2 separate regions of the Bicyclus anynana genome follow, and region 2 is linked to region 1. Evidence: chromatin contacts called from public Hi-C data. All regions are on one chromosome and are shown on one strand. The core of a region is the stretch at or near the end of the contact, and the rest is flanking DNA. Distances in the headings are between cores, read along the strand shown.

The links. Hi-C and Micro-C count contacts between places; a contact is called where the count stands out from the background.
Region 2: a contact with region 1 is called in a Hi-C map of whole body, with 3 times the contacts expected there. The contact joins two enhancer-like sites. A contact is called at or near these places in 2 of 2 Hi-C or Micro-C datasets (whole body and whole larva).

What each region holds. Positions count from the first base shown.
Region 1 is chr5:10,444,944-10,452,812 of ilBicAnyn1.1, reverse strand. LOC112052885 (ecdysone-inducible protein E75) reads right to left here. Exons shown (of 5, transcript XM_024092127.2): 3 at 3,056-3,200. Among protein-coding and RNA genes, the nearest start is that of LOC128198086, 85 kb to the left of the region's middle. Within about 2 kb of position 3,637, at least 8 of the 8 cell types and tissues checked have open chromatin away from gene starts, as enhancers often do.
Region 2 is chr5:10,549,583-10,557,451 of ilBicAnyn1.1, reverse strand. LOC112052912 (pre-rRNA 2'-O-ribose RNA methyltransferase FTSJ3) reads left to right here. Exons shown (of 10, transcript XM_024092159.2): 10 at 1,490-2,002. The coding sequence ends at 1,921. Among protein-coding and RNA genes, the nearest start is that of LOC112052912, 9.3 kb to the left of the region's middle. Within about 2 kb of position 5,166, at least 8 of the 8 cell types and tissues checked have open chromatin away from gene starts, as enhancers often do.

The DNA of each region.
Region 1 (7,869 bases), core at 2,388-4,887:
GAAAGTGCGGTAGTGATCCAATGGTTTGTTTATTATTCGCACGGCGCGTAGTACGACGAGTAGTCCGCGCTCAGCAGCTGAGCGGTCACTGTGAGGCTCGCGGAGTCGTGGCGGACTGAGCGACGCACTGACATAGCGAACGTACGAAGAGGGCTGACGACCGATGCGCGGGCCGGACTCCCTCGCACTGCGCCGCGGCGCGCGCCGCGCCAACCTTGAACTTGAGGAGGGAGGGCGCGCGGTGGAGGCAGCGGGCGGGAGGGGGCGCCGTCAATAAACTCCGCGCAGGCCCCTGCCCCCGCGGATGCCTCTCCGCGCGACCTCCCTGCTCAGTGCTCAGGCTCAGCTCAGTGCTCAGTCCTCAGTGGCCTGACGATCGACACTTCTAACTCTACTAACGTTCTAGGAGGGTTAATATTGAAAACCCTAAACCCCCTGATAATAATCTCTACATTCGATTTATGAACTGATCATTTTAAACTGGACTGGACGGAAATCATCAATTAAATAATATTATTATAGATACCCGTATTATTGTTATTCATTAAATAAGCAATGCGAACGTGTACCAATTAAGGAACAAAAAATACTATCACTTGACTTTAATAATAACTAGCAGAACCTCTCGTGGGAATAGGAGTATAAAATATAGACTGTTATACCCTGATCATTTAGTTTTCTATTGGAGAAAGATTTTTTCAAATCGGACCAGTTATCAATTTTATTCTTTACATACAAAAATACCACTCTTTCGTCTTGATAATATTAATGTAGATGTAGATTAATATTTTATAACTATAATAAGGAATGTAATACAGAAAATTCCTATTGACATCGTCACTGATTCAATGTTCATACATATTTACTATTGGAATAATCATCTAATTATTTTTAACCGACTTCTAGGTTCTATGTTCCGCTGTATGGACTATGTATGTTTTATACATGTTCAATGCTACTACCGTCAATTGCGGACATATTAAAAATATTTTAATGTTTATTTATGTATCTTATTTGTTTTTAAAAGTTACATACTTAGTTTTCTGTTAAAATAACTCATCAAAACGGTTTTTATAAAAACTTTCATATAAAATGTATGAAAATACAAGCTGACCTCGCGCAAATGTTGATTTGGTATATAAATTTCTTTCATACAAATATAGTAAAAACGCGATTCATATGTAGGGCGGAAAAAAATACTTTACAATATAGGTTTTCTCATACCTGATATACAACAAAAATCACAAGATTTCGGAGGTGTGCTACCACAACTTGACATTTTGAAAGATTAGTGATTACTTACTACCTGACTCGGCAAACGATGTTCTGCCATAAAATTTCATTTATATAAAATACTATAATCGTAATTTACAAATAGGAGGGTGGGGTAAGGGGTGAAAAATAGTTTAAGACCTAACCTACCGAATTTAAACAAAGAATATGTAAAAATCGGTCAAGTCGTTTCAGAGTTTTGTTACAAACCCGAGATTTTCCTTTATTTAATAGTAAACAAAGAAGATTATCTGTATTTTAACTGTGTAATTAAATAATAATATAAATTTGGTCAAAAACAAAAAAAAATAACTGGTTTAGACCATACCACACCATTCTACGATTAGGTATGAAGGTATCAGATTATGAATTTCATAAATAGGAATATTTAGAAACTTTGTAGGTATAATATTTGTATAATCAGCCAATAAAACGTTATGACTTTTAACTACCCGTATACTTTCAAGTAAACTCAATTTACTTAAAAGTGTTTTTTTTTTCATTACAAAGTAGATAGATGAAGTCATTTTTGAAAAAAAATGTTTGATTAAAAAATATTTGTTCTATTAAATATCTTACATAATAATAAAATAATATTGAGAAAAATATAAACATAAAATAAAAATAAACCAAATCAACAAAAGTGACGTGCATGTAGGCGCTGCCTTACACTTCGAGCGCCATCTATTTTCGAGTAGCAGAACCAGTTACTTCTAAACAAACCTCTGTCTAATCAAGGTACATTTTAAATACCATAACATTTTATTGGTAAAGAATTCGTATATTTAAATTTTCTAAAGTATTAAGCATATCTATTTAGTGTTTAAAATTAGCAAAAAATATTACTATTTCATAAAGGTCCAATTATTGTAGGCATTGAATATAAAAAAAATCGAGTAAATTAACTGATCGAACTAAGTTTTTATAATTAAAGAAATTAGTTTATTGATTTAATAACATTTGAAGTACTGCTCTACAAATTATTTTATTCTTCATAATATTTAGTTACTGCATTCGTGGATGATACATTACAATATTTTAAAGTTAAGTTTATTTTTATTTTTAAAATACATATCATCATGCATTTTAACAATAGTAAAGTTCGATTACGTATTGACATGTCTTCGCCGAGGGCAATGAATCGCATTACGAAAGTGAAAACAGAAATTTCACTTTCGTGCTTACGAAATGCACCTTTCTCCGCTTTCACCGCGCGCGATTGTGTTCGAAGCGGCAAGCGCGAGCGAGGCCGGTGTCGCAACGAGCGGAGCGGAGCGGGCAGCGGGCGCCGGCCGTCGACCCGCTTAGCGTGCGCTCACCCGCGCTTGCATAACCGACCTCCCACACTGCGCTCACTGCTCACTGCGAGCGGCGCCGAGCGAGCGAGCGCTCCGCGAAATAGATCTGCCGCGACTCGCGAGCGACACTATATAGTGCGGCGGCGCTCGTGTCAGCGCGACTTGTGCGATTGGAATACGTTCCTATGATAATGCCGGGATTCTATTCAAATATGAATTTACTCTGACATATATATTAAGTAACATATTTATCAAAATTATATTAATGTACCATAAAATAAGGTCACAAAATAATGGAACAAATAATAGTATATTAATTCAGACTCAATTAAATCAACTGGATTTTTATGTCACAAGCATTTATGAGTATTATATTTTAAGAATTTACTGTAATAAACATTGTGTATAAAATTATTATTTAATGCAAAATACATAACATTCTATTATTTGTTCCATTATGAAAAGTAAATATTCGGTAAACTCACCATCTCTGCTCATTCCGACGGCGATACATTTCTTCAATCGGCAATACTGGCACCGATTTCTGTTAATTCTCAAGATGGAGCACTGCTGGTTTTTGGTGCAGGGCCTGTACTGGATCTTCTGTTGTATGGAGCGGCGAAAGAAGCCCTGGGGATCACATCTACAGTTAGAGTCGCGCTCGGGGTCGGAGCTCTCGTCGCTGGAGCAGCCCGAGTCGCTGGACTCGCGGCGCGCCTCCAGCATGCTCACCAGCACCGCGTGCCGCTCGCGCAGCTCCGCGCACGCCATGCCCGCTACCATTCACTCACGCCACTCACTAGCTGCACAAGCTCACTCGACCGACTCGATGCGCGCACCGACACGGATGGAGGCCGACGGCGGACTGTGCGGGCGCTGCGGCGCTCGGCGCGAGCTACCCGCGCCCGTGCGACCTACTTGCCGGCCGCCGACCCAACCGAGAAAGTGAGAGTGCCCCGGCCCCCGCGCGCCGCCGCCCCGCGCGCTGCTAACGGTCCACGCCGCTCTAGAATGCGCCGCTGCCGCTGCACCGGTGCGCCGGATATAGGCCGGGCGCATCCCGGCGGCGTCGCGGCGCGAGGCCGTTCACCCCGGGTCGTCGGCCGCTCGGTTGCACAACAGCCCTACTCCCTTCCCTCCGCCCCGTGCGCGCCGCTCGCCCCGGGAGCTAGGACACGGGCAGCTCGGAGCGACGACCGCCCGGTGACGTCGGCCGCGTCACGGCCTACCTCAATGCGCGCGCGCTTCCCGCTAGGGGTGCATTGCTCTACTTTATTTGTTTGATATTAGAGCGTGCACCGTCGAACTAATAGATTCATTTATCCTTTCAAAGTAACTTATAAGAAAAACGCATCGCCGGATTTAAAATCATCTGTCAATCAACAGTAGATATCTATTATTGAGAATACTTGTTTTAGTTCCCAGTCAAATTTTGGGGTTCATATTTACGAACCTACCTAGCTGACAAGTGGTTTACGAGGTCATACGGAGTAGCGATACGAATCATCAGTACAGGCAGCGCGGAGGCTGGTGCGGTGTAGCGAGCCGCCACTCGGCCGCTGGCCCAATTTCGCGCCGCCATCGATCCATTGTGCGCTGTGCGAGTGGCCCATAATTGGTCGCAACGCGGGCACTGACCGGCCGCGCGGCCGTTGACCCCACAGCGCCACGAAAACAAAACCTTTTCTGAACACCCGTCGACTGCAGCTCGCGTATAGGCACGACTGCGAGATCCACATACGTAACGCATCGTATATTTTATCATATTATTAATATATAAACATCATTATGTACAGCGCCTATTACTACTTATTGTTACCGAACATTATTACAGTAACGATTTGTGCGATTTAGGTGACTTTTGAGCGTTCGACTTTGAGGACGTTGTGCTAGAAATGTATTTATTATGTTAGAATATTCATCTCGATATGTCAATGACCGCGGAACAATTAACACGGTGACATCGTTTTAAACGACTAGTTGCTTACTACATGTTTTGTACAAATAAAATGGCTCATTTAATAAACAACACGTTTTTAACATGATATTCTAAATATGCCTACGCGACTAGAAATAAGAAGTACTTTTATTTACTTACTAATATTTATTTATTTCTGTACAATGATAATTTTTTAGGATCAAATATTTAGTGAGAAGTATGTAGAAGGGAAATAGCAAATATAAGAGGCAATAGTGATGGTCGCTGTAGTCGATTGTAGGTCAACCTCGGCCTCGATCTAGAATTTTCGATTGCTAAGTTGCTAACGCGGGAAATGCTGCCCAAACTTTTTATTACAGAATGTTACATTGACTTTATTTTTTACCTTATACTGAAATGATAAAGATATTTCTTTTTAAGTTTGAAGCTTGTCGTCAAATGGGGTGCTAAGTTGTAGGTAGGGTGCTAGTAATTTTTTAGTTAAAGTTTTCAATTATTATTTTTAAATTCGTCACTAAAATAATAAGTTTTATAAATCAATGTTTTAACTAAATATTATAATAGATATTTTTTTAAGCTATCACAAAAACGGTATTTAACTACTAAGGTTTATTTACTAGTATTTTTAGTAATTTTTCAAGTATGATTGCAACCTACAATTAACACCGACTTTGTATATCAAAGTGAATCTTTTTTTTATTTCTATTGCAAATTGCTTGAGAGTACTTAATGGCATTAAATTAAATCTGTTCTAGTCTATTCTGTTTACCGATGAGATAAAGTGCGAGACGAACTCGCGGTTGTCACAGCGTTGAGACTAAACGGCTAACGGTGCCGCGGACAATGACTGCCGCAGCCGAAAGCTTCGCTGACGCATGGGCTTTCCGAGGAAGCGACCGATGACCGGCCGCGACTAACAGTCCACTACGCGGTACGTGCCCGCCTGTCCAGATGTTTACCTACAAGATAACACTATGAATCACGCCTATCACTCTTGTGACTCATTTCCTGTTCGCATAACGCACATCTATATTAGTCTGTGTAGCCATTGCCAAAAAATAACCAATTGTTTTTTCATCAAGACATACTGTGTAGTGCCAAGATTATTAATTGTTATACTTAGTATGATTAAAAAAAAACATTATTTATTTATTTCAATTATACTTAGTTTACAAGCACTTTTGAAACGTCAAGTCATGATTTAATTAATGGTAAAATTATTTAAAAATGTAAAGTCGAAAACTTAAAATTAAAGTTACGAGGGTTCCAAGCCCAGAACAAACTAAACTAACGTTTATACATATATTGGTTGAGTTTACTACCATTTTACAAACTGAGAACTAGAACTATGTACACTTTGAACTTTTTAAATGAAATGCCAGTATGAAACTTTAAAACTTTATATTACCACTAAAAAAGAAAGATAGAAGTTTCGAGTATAATTTAAACTAGGTACCTACTTCAGTTCTTAACTAAATATATTTTTTAAGTATAATTAATTAGTTAGAATTGTTATTGTTTTTGGTTGTACATGCTGGACTGGACTCATTTTATATATTATTTATTTTAACAAATCACGTAGCGGCTCTACTCTTTAAAACAGGTTTCTTTGAAGCAGGCTCTATTAAAATTGGCATTTTAGCTCGTATTAAACTATGCCGATAACCGTATTAGCTATCTACCTGGGGGAACGTTTAACAGAATGATATAGAATACATATCCCATGCTTTCCGAGTTTTCATATGAACCCTGAATATTAATAAAATTGTAATTCTAAACAATTAGTGAAAATAAATTATATCTCATTTAATAACTTCCTACAAAAGAACAAAAGAACAAAAGGCAAACCCCCTAAACTATTATGTGTCCAATTGAATACTGTTTCAAGTTGCTTCCAATTTCCTACTAAAAACAATAAAAGTCTTTGTTTATAATAAACAATTTCGGGGAGCAGTTTAATATTAAAGTTTCAAAGCCGTACACAAATTTATCTGTAACAAGAAAACACACCGTGGGATGTTCTTATTAAAAAATGAACGCGGCGAGATCAACGAACTTTTAAGCTGACAGTTCAAAAATAATGTGGGTTACGTTCACGTCGCGTACATACATTCGTTGACCGTAAAAGTTCTTACGGCAAGGAGAGGCTGGAGCGCGGGGTCAACGACCGCCCGCCCTGCACTGCGGATCGGTGCCGAAAAAATAACCGACCCACTGCGAGAAGTATGTCGGTCAGCGTGCGAACAAAGAACGCGCGATGATTTACGCGGATCACGCTTTTTGTTATAATAAATATTGAAACAATGCACGGATTTACTCGTGTCTAGAGTCTAGTCTTTATCGTGATAAATTGATATTAGTAAAACCCCGCCTTGGGTTTAATGTATAAAATGTAATATCTCTTAGATTGTGCATTTTTAGAATACATTTGTAAAACAAATAATCGACTAGTATTGTTTAGTTACCCACGCATAATTACTAGCCTTACTGGAAGCTGATAATCTTTTAAAAGATTTTAAATTTGTATTGTAGATTAATAAATAGAATGATTTAAGTTTTATTTACTTACCTACATAATTTCAATAATGCATGCTTTATTAGCTGTGCCTAGTAATTAATATTAATCACCCTGTAAACAAAGGGTTATCATTTTTATGCCATTCATTGAAGCTACGTTATTCATATAAGGTATTCATAGTTAGGTAGATACGTATACCAACTATTAATAGTCGGTAATGGTTCAATTATTAAATTATAAAACATGTAGCAATAAAATGTGGGTTCGTTGACATCAGTGAGTACGGATACGCGCGTTCGTAGTAGACCGTAAAACCATTCATTCACGATAACTCGTTTGAAGGCGCTGAACATGATAATATGAAGCGAATGCTGTTTGCAATACACTGCGCCATCTCGCGGCGAGTAGCCGAATTACGGTTTACTATTTTTTTTCCTGCGTCGCTAGTTGGCGCTAGTGGTAATCTCACCATTCGCCGATGATACATTTTATAAAGTTTTTTTGTTTTATATTGTAGATCATTATTTTATCTAGAATAAAAAATACTTAATATGTATATAAACGAAATTTACATAAACAAAAAAACTACATAAGGAAGCTTTTCTTTACGTAATATTTATAAGTAGGTAATAACAAAAATCATCAATAGACACATCATGTCACTGCTAAGTCAGTCAGTACGTAGTAAATATTTGGTAATACAGGGGGAAAATTATAACACTTCACTTTCTCAAATAAGAAAATGAGAAAGTAAAACATTTAGGTCTAAGAAGTTGTTGAGATTAGCGTAACCGAAAGGGGTGTAGATTCCTCCTCCTAGTTAGCCCGCTCCCATCTTAGAT
Region 2 (7,869 bases), core at 3,917-6,416, 100 kb before region 1:
TTATTTTGACAAATAAATAGTGATAAAATATCTGTGTGTCAAGTGCTTATAGTTATTAACACGATACTTAAACATAATCAAGCTATTTTTATTATTTTTGTCTGTCTGTTTGTTTGTCGGGGCTAATCTATGGAACGGCTGAGCTGATTTTAATGGGACTTTTACTGGAATATTGAAAAGAAATTCTTTATATCCCGTAAAATCAATCCCGTGGGATTTGAGAATAACTGAATTTCACATTGAGAAATTTTTATGCTCAAAATTACTATCTAGACGCGAAAGTTGTAGCTAGTATACGAGGTATTGGTACAACGTTTAAAGATTTATGTTTGACGGCCTCCGTGGCGCAGTGGTATGCGCGGTGGATTTACGAGATGGAGGTCGTGGGTTCGATCCACGGCTGGGCTGATTAAGGTTTTCCTAATTGGTCCAGGTCTGGCGGGAAAGACAAACTGCGTTCTGGTACGATGTCGTGTAGAAACCGAAGGGGTGTGGATTTTTATCCTCCTCTTTAACAAGTTTGCCCGCTTCCATCTTAGGTTGCATCATCACTTACCATCAGGTGATTCTAGTGAAGGGCCAAACTGTATGATATTAAAATAAAACTATATATTATTTATTTATTATTATTCAACATGACAATATTATTTACTCTTGTGGAACCCGATTATAACTACAGGTAGGTATCATGTAATAATAACACCGGTCATAGGTCACTGGGGTGGATAGTGCAAAGATGAAAATTGACGTTGGAACTCCCTCCCCTACCTCCCCCTAACCCCTACCCACTGTTTTGAGTGGGCAGGGGTTAGATTGTGATGTATACGTATCCTATATGTCTACAGTCTATACCCACAGTGTTATTCATTTCATTTAGTTCATATTATGGCAATTGTTTGTAATACAATGGATCCCATTATAGATTCTATTGAATAAAGATGTCTGCTATCCGATACTTGTCACGCTGCTAATAGCAGTCTCGAATTTCTTGTGGACATTGTTTTGCTAATCTTTACGTACTTACTATGTATTGGTTTTTTTTATATTTATTAATGCGAAAGTGATTATTGAGTATGTTTTGTTTAATGCCTAAACCACTAAACCGATTTTTAAAATTCTTTCACCAATAGTAAGCTACATTATCAGCGAGTAACATAAGCTAAATTGTATCCCCGTATTCCAACGGGAACGGGAAGTGCATGTGAAACGGGACGTCCGCTAATCACACTAATATTATAAATGCGAAAGTTTGTGTGTGTGTAAGTGTCTATGTATGTTTGTTCCTCCTATACGCAGCGGCTACTGAAGCGATTTAGCTGAAATTTGGAATGAACTATACTTTAAATTAACACATAGGCTACTTTTCGTCCCGGAAAAATCCATGGTTCCCGAGGGATTTGTGAAAAACTGAAATCCACGCGGACGAAGTCGCGGGCGTCCGCTAGTATGATTATAATTTACAGCTTGTGTTTTTAATTTTTATTTGCAGAAATACACGGAAGAATACAAAAATAGATTACAAGATATAAACGCGAGGCCGATTAAGAAGGTGGTCGAAGCGAAGGCGAGGAAGAAGAAGCGCATGATCAAAAAAATGGAGCGCGCAAAGAAGAAGGTGGAAGCGGTGATGGAGAACGCTGACATGTCGGAACGGGAGAAGTCACAACAAGTGCGACAGTTGTATAAGAAGGCGCAAACTGACGGCAAGAAGAAGATTACATACGTTGTAGCGAAGAAGCACACCACAGCGAAACGTATGAAACGACCGACCGGCGTCAAGGGACAGTACAAGGTGGTCGATCCTCGCATGAAGAAAGATTTACGCGCTCAGAAGGCGAAGGAAAAAACTAAAGGCCGCGGTAAGAAAGCGCAGCGGAATAAAGCAAGGCCTGCTAAAAATAAACGGGCTAAAACTAAATAAGTTTTATTGTACTTGGATGTACTACAAATGTATCAGTTCTAAATGTATGTATCTATAAGATGATTAAATAATTATACTATATTAATTAGTTTCACTTCTTGATAATAGCTTGGTAAATTCGTTCTTAACACTCCCGATGGTCCGCGCGGGCCGGGAGGGGGGGTAGCAATGCCCCGCGCGCACACTTCATACCCTCGCAGTCCTTCCCTCTGCCCCGCGAGCTCGACTTCACACCCGCGAACTTGCCAAGCTACAGGTCACCTCGCTACCAATAGGTATATCAAAAGAATAAAAATTACCATCAAAGAAACAGCAGTATTCATAGCTTAGTCTTCAAATTATAAGACATGATGAACTATGAACCCGTAATGATCTCAAACATACGACAAACCTCTTCCATTTCTAACGAAATGTCGACTGATCGCATGAGAATTATGCCGCAGTTTCATTAGGGGACATTTGTCGCGCGTCTGTCGCTCGACACGAAATTCACATGTCCCGCGCGATGTCGTCTGACGTCTTAAGCGACGTTTACGGGTCGCGCAACATGTCGCTAGTCGATGCTCGAACGAGTCTTAGTCTTATGTCGCGGGACGTTGTCCCACAACTTTAGCAGGGACAAAGCTACGCGAATGTCGAGCGATAAAATCTGCCTAGCGAAAAATGCGCCTTTTTTGATTCTCAAGCATAATTTGTGACTCAAGACAACTGTCTTAAATGGGAATCCTTTCATACAGCGTCTATAAATGCTGTGGTGGTTAGAGTCATATGAGCGAACCTGCAAGTATTATCGAGCGGTGTTACTTGACATTAGCAAAGCTTTATTTTTATATAAGTTCAGGGTCGGTGATATTTGAGTGGCCGTGCGTCACTCGCGCCTAACAGCTAGAGTTCAGGGACATGCACGCTATAAATGATATCATTCGTTTCTCGACCTTGGTATTTTTTTTGCTACGTTTTTACAATACGTTGTCTGCGTACTAAGTGCTTTTGAGGGTATTTATATCTTTGCGGGAATTGATTTTGCTCAAATCTGGAATATTATATGCCTTGTAAGCTTTCGCCATTGTTAGGTTGTAATTTTTCGTCAGTAGGTTGTTTTTTATAACAATACTTGATGGAACAAGCAAATAGCTCCTGGTGGAGTAAGCAAATAGCTCCTGGTGGAGCAAGCAAATAGCTCCTGATTTTAGTATGGTAAACTATCGCCTATTCAGACCAACGCATTATATATGTCGGCGCTGTGACAATGATTATGAAGAGAATACTCTTCTAGTGCGGAGTAATTTCATCAGCACCTTTTCCATCAAACCGAATCACAAATCTTTGTTAGAAACAAGAATTGCGGTAGTACTTCCCGGACTAACTCTGTCTAGTAACTGTAACTAGTCACTGCCAAAAGCTCCTGCTGGCATTTTTACTATCTATTTAAATTAATGGTGCTTGTATGATAATAATCATACTTTGTACATTGCTGCTTCATTAAATAATGGTACAAAAGTACATCGTAGAATAACTTCAATGGATACATATAGATGAGCTTTCTGCTAAATATTGTATCCAGCGTAAATTCTGCGTAATCTAATTAACTTTAAAATATTTTTGTAGTTTTGTTAACGTTTTAGTTTCTGAAATTGTTTCGACAAGAAACATCAGTGATAATTTGAATTAGGAAATCTTGACTGGCGCTACAGTTGTTCGCATACTTTGAAATTGTTTCAATAAATACCTATTTATTTCATAACATTTTCAAGATAATTATGTAAAATAATGCAAATACATGATAATTATTGTAACACGGGTTTTACTCAACGCGTTAAATAATCTATTGAACAGGAAGGTAAACTGTTTATATTATCAATTGCGTCACAATTGCAATTGAAATCGGTGACGTAGGTAGTTTTATCATTACAGAAATAACCAGAGAGCATCAGAAATTTATGATGGTGTGAGGAAATGTGGGAGGCAGGTGGGGGGTCGGGTGGTGGAGGGCCGGCGGGCGGCAGGCGGCAGGTCGGCGCTATATCGAGCGCGCGATCACGGCCAAGGCCGCTCCGTCATCGGCCCGACCCGAGCACAGCCCCCGTTCTCTACCCGCTACCATTTTATATATTATGATATTCAATGTAAATGTTGGGTATATTTCTTATAAGGATCGGTATATTATATACTAAGCCTCTAAGGTCTGTATCCACGGTGTATGGACCAAACACATCAGAATTATTATAACCATAGGCTAGGTACTGGATAGATACTTTGAATTGATTCAAACTATTTAAACCAGTTAATAGATATTATGACTGAGAGGTTGTAGACCATTTTATACGTACTTTAATGTAGTAGGTATACTAAGGCTACGTATCCAAGGTGTATTAAAAATAATGTAGGCCGCTTTGAATTAGATTATATAAAAGTTTTGTAGGTAGTAGGAACAGGTACAATATTACAAGAGCAATATTACAATAATGTGAAATTGCTGTGCACTGAAAATATACCGGCCTACAGAGAATATTTCGTCTGAGTGCTCTTGGCTTATCAGAATAATTGGATTGAGTTCGTATTTGTACCTATGTAATCCTGTCATATGAGAAGTGTGAATGGTATGAGTTCCTTTTTGTTTATTGAGATTTCTTAAATCATCAAAATATGATACTATACTAAAGCCCTACTCAGTGTGCACTGTTAACCAAATTAAAAATGAAGGTAGAAAACACATGTCATTTCATAACTTATTTATTTTTAATTGCATATTGTTTTTTTTCTAAACTGTTATTTAAATTTTATTAGGTATACACATCGTTCTAAACTTGTTAATCAAATTTATTTTCATTAATTTAAGAACAAATTAATTATAATAATTAAATGGTGTGAAATGACTAGCGATTTATACCTACCCTCATTTTTGATTGTTTGTTGGTAAACACATAAACAGTGTTCATCGAGTATGCCTTTAGTACAGTTTCATTCGTACAAGACTTGTAGAGAATCCTATTACTTTTTTACGCCTTGTTTTCAGAGCGGACTCGACGTTTGACGGATATCTACCTACTATAGGTACCAAAGAAATTATTTTAGCGTCATACCTACATCTGTGATAAAGAAAGGTTGACGTAAGTACTTGATTTTGGGTGTTTTAATTTGTAACGGTAAATCTACGATGAACGTGGACAACCATTACACTAGTGTGCAACAATCCTAATGATACCACAAGGTCTTAAAATATAGATATGAATCATCGCAATAATTGGAAACGGTGGCGTAGTTATATCGATGGGTAGGCACTGGGCAGGGGACTGGGTACGGTGACGTCCGAACAGGTAGGCAGGGCGCGGGGTGACCTCGCCCTTGCAAGGTCGCCACTTCAACGCCACGTTTCTCCCCGCTTGGTAATCTTCCAGGCTTTTCTATAGGTACGTATCTATCTAACATCGATATTTCCTCTAGTTATGAGGTAACTCTGCCACTTGTTGATTAACAAGTTTATGCGTTTCATCATCATCTGCCTCTAGGTATACTTAGTTATAATGATACTATACTAACGCCATACTTGATGTGCACTGTTTGCCAGCAAACAAATAAGAAATTAAGTTAGAAAATTTCATTTCATTTCAAAACTTATTTATTATATTATAAATTAAATATTTTAAAATATATGAACCAGGTACTACGAGTATATCTAATGGTTCTGAGCTTATATTAATCTAATTTATTTTCATTAATTTAAGAACAAGTTAATTATAATTATTATTAGGTGTGACGATTTATATACCTACCCTTATTTATATATTTTTTTGTTGGTAAACGGTGCATTGAGTATGGGTGGTATAGGTTTATTGTAACTCCGTCAATTATTAAATCTATAGGTACTAATATTATAAAGCTGAAGAGTTTGTTTGTTTGTTTGATTGAACGCGCTAATCTCAGAATCTACTGGTCCGATTTGAGCAATTCTTTCAGTGTTAGATAACCCATTTATCAAGGAAGGCTATAGGCTATATATTATCCCCGTATTCCTACGGGAACGGGAATCACGCGGGTGAAATCTATTCAATGGGTTTTTGGAAAGCTATTCAAATTAGTTTTAGATAGGTTAGGTGGTGTATCTACCATTTTCGTTTTATCCATTAAATGTCAACATCCAAAAGAGTAACTATGAGCAAGGTTCAAGTTACAGGTATCTATCACTCAATCAATGGTACTTGTATAGTACTACAACATACTCGTAGTTATTAGTTAGGTAGGTACATTTTATGTTGTTATCAACCCATATTCGGCTCACTGCTGAGCTCGAGTCTCTTTTCAGGATGAGAGGGGTTAGGCCAATCAATAGTCCACAATGCGGATTGGCAGACTTCACACACGTAGAGAATTAAGAATATTCTCTGGTATGCACGATACTTCACGATGTTTCCTTCACCGTTTAAGACACGTGATATTTAATTTCTTAAAATGCACTCAACTGAAAAGTTGAAGGTGCATGCCCCGCACCAGATTCGAACCCACACCCTCCGAAATCGGAGGCATAGGTCATATCCACTGGGCTATCATGGCTCTATCTATTGTGACATTTTATACGTAAATATTAAATCTATATAGGTTTATCATGTTTACCTCTGGTTCTTTTCCCTCGTGTTCCCTTGAATCGTCCTTACACGTGTACCCCACTGGAAAATATCTAGCTGTTGCACGTGTCTGGCGACGTCGTGGCTTTTAGAATTTTCTTGAAATATGATATGCTACAGAGTTCCTGGATAAAAGGATTTTCCACATCGGTAGCCGACTTTTAAAACCGCAGCAGCAGTAGGTTTTAAATATCATTCTTTTCAATACTTTGTCATTATTAAATATATAACACTAGCGGACGCCCGCGACTTCGTCCGCGTAAAAATTGATGTAAACTTCTCTACCTCTACCTTACCCTGCTCGTAAACCTACCCAACCGTACCCTACCCGACCCTACCCCTACCTTACTCCTACCCTACCGCTAACGCTAACCCTTCCCTCCCCCCACCTTACCCTACCCTAACCCTACCCGTAACCTATCCATACCCTATCCTACCCTACCCCTAATCTACCCCTACCCTACCCCTACCTTACTCCTACCCTACCGCTAACCCTAACCTTCCCTACCCCTACCTTATCCCTACCCTAACCCTACCCTACCCGTACCCTACCCCTATTCTACTCCTCCCCTACCCTATACGTTCCATATCCTTCCCCTACCTCTACCTTGCCCCTACCCTACACTACCCCTACCTTATCCGTACCCTACGCTACCCTACCCTACACTTTCCCTAAATTACCCCTACCCTACCTCTATCCTAACCCTTCCCTACCTCTATCCTATCCCTACCCTCAGCAAAATTGGTCCAGCCTTTTGTGCGTGGTGCAATGACCAAAAGACTATAATTTCCCAAGCGACTTCTATGCTAATACTATAAAGAGGTAAAGTTTGTGTGGTTGTCGGGGGAAATCTCTGGATCTACTGGACCGATTTGGAAAATTCTTTTACCAATAGAAAGCTACACTATTTGCGAGTGTCATAGGCTATGTTTGGTTCTCATATTCGTACGGGAACGGGAACCACGTAATTGAAACCGCGGGGCGTCATATAGCGGCATTTCTGCGACTTTCAGAAATTTTGTATTATCTCCGAAACTATATAACTAATTAACATACTGTAAAGGGCAATTCTTATCTCTATAATATCCTTGTGATTATTAAATCATTTATTTTATTAAGAATTAAATTTAGTTGTGTAAATAATGACGTAAACCTTAGTTTAAAATTTAAATAATTTATTAAAGTACTAAAGGTACTATATCTGCTAAAATATAAAAGATAGATATAAGGTGTCGCGGACTTTTTTGTAGAACTTTTAAAGGTTCAAAAAGCCTCCATACATTTATTTCAGTTATACGCAATAGTTGAGGCAGCGCATGCGAATA